2 separate regions of the Zea mays genome follow, and region 2 is linked to region 1. The links are chromatin contacts, called in public Hi-C maps. All regions are on one chromosome and are shown on one strand. Each heading gives the region's core, a stretch centred on a gene start, on an enhancer-like site or on the middle of the called end of the contact. The rest is flanking DNA. Distances are from core to core; before and after follow the strand shown.

Region 1 (2,732 bases), core at 165-2,664:
GACGTGTGTGTATATGACGTGTCGTACATACTTTAGAAGCCAACGGACCATCGCAACACCGAACCAACACATAGTACATGATTTGCAATGCGATACAAGAAATTAGGTCCAACTCGAATGCTCACGTTATATGAACCAAGAAAGAAAGAAAAGCGCAACATCCATCTCCAGCTGACCTTTGGCACAAGATTTGCATCCTTCCTTTTTTTGAAAAGAATCTACACAAAACTTTCTATGCAATCCAAGACGAAGCAGGCACTGGTCGTTATGCACCAGCAGAAAACGCTGACATGCTACGCAAGCTTTGCAACTTTCCCTTCTCCAAAGGTCTGCTCCTTATTTTTTTTTAAAAACCAAAGCCATCGCACTAATAATTAAGGGTATTCAAGGAAACTCACATAAATCCTTAATATTATAGAAGCTGAAGTCTATGATTAAGCCAAACACTCATCGAATCCACCTAATAATTTATTGAAGTTGTTTTATAGTGAAGCTGGAAAACCAAAGCTACAATTCTTGAAATGAAGCTCTCCTAAACATGCCCTTAGAATACATTTAGATACGTTATTTTGTTTATTATTTATATTAAAAATATTTTTAAACCTAATTAGATTGATATTATAAACTACCGTCTACTATAAAGCTGTTCGTTCTAGATTGCCATTTGATACGACTTGTGCAAGAGTCGTACCTCGGCTTCAACAATAAGATTGCTCCTCGTTGATCTACTGCTTCGTGCTTAGTCACGATTGCCAACATGAGCCACATTCAAATAAAAAAACTTAATTGGACCAACATCATAGGAAAAAAACTAGATCAAAATAAAACTGAAATTGCACGCATATAGCAAACTGAAAAGCACCTTCATTTCTTTCCCAACACACATTACACTTGACCTCAATACTAACATCATGAAGCTCATCCAAACTAATCAGATGATCCAGGAATACTTGAATGAGAGGTTATCGTGCCTCCAACGCAACAACTTCACGGTCCTCTCCAAACAGTATATATGCTTAAAACGAATTTGAGGGCCATCATTTTCAGATGTATGGTAATTGACTTAGAATAGCTGTTATATGCTCTAAAGACAAAGTATTTATCCATAGCCTATGAACAAGAAATGAAACAAATTAGTTGGCACTAATAAACAATACAAAAAATAAGAAAAGATCAAAAATAAAATGAAACCTGTAAATCGGCAGTGGACCAATCGCCGCTCACCAAGGCCACCTCATCACCCAGCCACGTTACATGACCAATCGCCTGCGCCGTAGCGCGCACACCTACGTGTCGAGCCGTCTTCATCCCTCCGACCGGAAATCAACGGTGCGTTTGCTTCTCTCCTCCGGAAGGTTCTCGGCTTCTCGCAGGCGCGGCGACCGGCTTCAACCCCAACTCTTCTTCTTCTTCCTCGCAAACTTCGAACGGGACGAGAAGGAAGCGGACGCGAGAGGAGACTAACCGACCTCGGATCCATCGACGCGTGAAGATGTCTTCGCCCGCCGAGTGAGTCCCTTCGACTCTTACAGCGGTTTCATCTGATTCCAAGCTTCGCGATCTCAGATTCCGAGACGTAGATGTTGTATGGTAGCCCCCGTGATTCGGGTTCGGGATCGCTAGAGGAATTCGAGCTGAACTGTTCCGAGTAATCGATGGATCCCATCATTTTTATCAGAATAGAGTGGGCTTATCCTTGGGTTGCCAGAGTCGAGGTCTGTGGCGGCGGATTCGTGGTGCCACTTTGATCCCTTAGGCTTCCGCTTCGAAATTGGTCTGGCATTTGAGCTGATATGTCCATGTTCGTCGGTGCTGTATGTTGCTGGACTGGTACAGCGTTACATACATACATATACATCGGCTTTGTAGTTTGTACTGCACCTTTGTACTGTCACGAACACGAGATGAAGGGTTAGTTTTCGCTGTTGATAAATAGTCTTTCAACCTGGAAGTAGAGTTGAGTGAACTATGGCCTTTATCCCAAAAAATTTATAGTACCTGAATTGGTTTGTTCAGTTGGAGTAACAGCCCCCTCAGGTCTCATTTGGAATAAAGTTTTTTTTCCTGAATCTGCGTTTTTCCTGTGTTTTTTAACTAATTCCTGTAAGGGCTTCTATGAAACACAAGAATTTTATAGAAATGGTATAGTAATTTAACAGGAATTAGTTCAAAAACACATGAAAAACACAGGATTCAGAAAATTTTCCTTGTTCCAAAGGAGCCGTAAAATTTCTATATCATTCCTGTGAAATTCCTGCGTTCCAAAGGAGCCCTCAAACTTTGTAATCTTCGGCTGGAAGGTTGGATGGATGTGTTGGTGTTGACAATATCGATATGTAATGTTTACAGATTGTTTTCGTTATCAATTAGTTCCATGATTGTTTTGCTGTATATTTAGAGTCGTCAGCAAAAAAAATAATTACTGGTTTATGAATAAGGGTGTTTCAAGCCACTTTATTAATTAGTTTAATTTGAAACGAAGAACTGGAGTGTGCATCACCTGATGCATAGAGACAGTTTATAAAGTAATAACATTTTGCCACTTCGTTGTTGTCGAAATCTACAAAGGAGCCTGGTTTTTCTTTCTCCTTTTGCTTTTGCATAGTGGGCTGAAAATATAATATGTCAAGAAGACATCCACTTTGATATTCTTTGATGATAGGGCCCTTGATAATACTGGCGATGCATTTGCCAATCAACAAAAGGACTTGACTAAAAACGCTGGTGTTGGG
Region 2 (2,700 bases), core at 141-2,640, 220 kb before region 1:
AGATTTACCTATGTGATATATAGATACCATAGCAATGCACGAGCATCTAATCGGTCTTTATAAATAAGTGCATAATGTTTGATCATTTCAACAGTACGTAGACAAATCTATATCTATACCACTATATAATTCACCAATGAAACTTTGCAAAACTCAACTAACCAAATCACCCCACACCCATAACCTTTATTAAATCCACCAAATAAATTGTGCCAAGTCTTAACACACTATCAAAACCAACGATTCAGATCCACTAGTACACATAAGCTCTATAGTGGCGATTGTGAACCTATTTTCACTGGCGTTTTTTAAAACCGTCATTGCTAGGGGCCAGTACCAATCATCATTTTTACAGGCGGGTAACTGAGGATCGCCAGTGGAAAGGCGGCCGGCGTAATAAAACCGCCAGTGAAAATTATTTTCAGAAAAATAAAATAGGTTTTAAAATCAGTAAAAAATTCATTTAATAAAGGCCTGGGCCCACCCCACCCGCTCGTCTTCGTCTCAAGTTGCAGCATTTTACGTGCAAAATTCATGTGTTATGCAGTTGCTAGGAATCGAACCCTCGAACCTCACCCTCGCGCGTACCCTCCTCTACTACTCCATCTATGGCATGCTTTATTTTTAGTTTGTAGTTTTGTTGTCCACGTATTACAACTATCTAAGTGTAAATTGCTTGTTTGAGAACATAATCGAATTCAAATCAAAAAGTTGTCAACTACAAACTTGAATAACTTTTAAAATTCTACATCTTTCATTTTGACACTTTTTCATCTGAGGTCGTTTACAAATTTTGAATTTTAAATTTGACAGATTTAGATGCAATTTTTGAGAGCCGAAATAATTTCAAATAAAAAAATTGTTAACTATACAGTTTTATAACTTTTAGAGGTCTACAACTTTTATTTTGATAGTTTCATCAAACGGGGTCTTTTGAAAAACTCGAAAAATTATGGATAAAAATGATTTATAATGGGGTTCATTAAGAAAACTGCCACTAGAAATCATGGATTTCTATAGACGATTTTCTTAAGCAACCGCCACTAAAAATAGCACAGACGGTTGATAACTGAATTCGTCTATAAAAATATACCACACCGTAGGTTTTAAGCCTTTTTCTACTCGTGATCGTTGAATAATCCCTCTTTCTTGTTCATTCAAATCAAATAAATAATATTATTTAAATAATCTCTTATCCCTCGTCCATCTCACTCCCACTCCGTCGTCCCACCCTCTCCTCCCAACGTCATCCTCTCCTCCTCACTCGTGCCACCATCTATCCCTCTCCTCGCGGCACCGCTACCATCAATTCCCTTTTATCCGTAGGATCATAGTATTAGCACAACCTATACGCCAGTAGAAAAAAAGACCTGGGGTGAAGATACGCTCACTCAAACGTTTCCTGTTCCTATCTAGCTAGTAGTAGTTCCAACGAAGCAACAGTTGTACGTCATGGCGCTCGAGCCCCTCCGCCATGGGCTGGTGTCGCTGCTCGTGCTGCTGCTGCTGCTGGTTCACGCGGCCAGCGCGGCGCGCGCGCGCGACTTGCACCTGGAGATGGTGACCACCTCCGCCGCGACGGCGCGCGCCGTGCCGTCGTGTGCGAGCTGGCGACTCGGGGTGGAGACCAACAACATCCGGGACTGGTACAGCATCCCCGCGGAGTGCCGGGGCTACGTCCGCGACTACATGTACGGCGACCTGTTCAGGCAGGACTGCGCGGTGGTGGCACGTGAGGCCGCCGCCTACGCAGAGGGGCTCGAGCTCGGCGGCGACGGGAAAGAGGTGTGGGTGTTTGACGTCGACGACACCACCCTCAGCAACCTCCCCTACTACGCCGACACCGGATTCGGGTATGCACGTGGGTGCTCGTGCTTGCGTCCAAACTTGCAGGCTGCGAATCAAGGTGACGAGAGCGAGAGCTTTTCTGTTCTGCGTGCAGGGCTGAGCCGTACAACGCCACCTACTTCGACGAGTACGTAGCGAACGCGACGGCGCCGCCGCTGCCGGAGGTGCTGCAGCTATACGAGACGCTGCTGTCGCTGGGCATCAAGGTGGTGTTCATCACCGGCAGGCACGACTACGAGAAGGAGCCCACCATCAAGAACCTCCGCAGCGCCGGCTACCACACCTGGGATAAGCTTGTGCTCAAGTACGTAAACTTTTTAATTTTTGCGTATCAAGTAGGTTAATATTAAAGCCCCATATATGATATATCCCAACCACTACAGTAAACGGAGAAACGTCCAACGGCCAAAACCGTCGGACATTAGAATTAAACCGTCGGAAATAGCTTATCTCCGACGGCAAAGACTTATCTCCGACGGCTTTAAGCCGTCAGAGATAACTCGTCGGAAATAATGCAATGTCCGACGGCAGCCGTCGGACATAGCCTATCTCCGACGGCTGCTAGAGCCCGTCGGAAATAATAAATCTCAACCGTTTTACCGGTCAGTCAGTGGGCCCCACAAGCTTAAGTCCGACGGCCCAGCGATAAGCCGTCGGACATAAGGTAAGGTTATGTCCGACGGTATTTAATGCCGTCGGAGATAAGTCAAGGTTATGTCCGACGGCTACCACTAGGCCGTCGGACATAACAAATTACAGAATTTACACAAAATTCTGTTTTTAAAAAAATCTGACATTTACAAAACAAAAACAGATTCATGCACATATACACATTCACATTCACAATCACAA

The links. Hi-C and Micro-C count contacts between places; a contact is called where the count stands out from the background.
Region 2: a contact with region 1 is called in a Hi-C map of leaf, with 8 times the contacts expected there. The contact joins the promoter of LOC100282109 here to the promoter of LOC100037763 in region 1. A contact is called at or near these places in 2 of 25 Hi-C or Micro-C datasets (ear and leaf).

What each region holds. Positions count from the first base shown.
Region 1 is chr8:111,328,711-111,331,442 of Zm-B73-REFERENCE-NAM-5.0, reverse strand. It overlaps LOC100037763 (derlin1-1), which reads left to right and starts at 1,414. Exons shown (of 7, transcript NM_001112475.1): 1 at 1,414-1,509. The coding sequence starts at 1,493.
Region 2 is chr8:111,547,551-111,550,250 of Zm-B73-REFERENCE-NAM-5.0, reverse strand. LOC100282109 (stem 28 kDa glycoprotein) reads left to right here and starts at 1,390. Exons shown (of 3, transcript NM_001155022.1): 1 at 1,390-1,853; 2 at 1,943-2,152. The coding sequence starts at 1,453.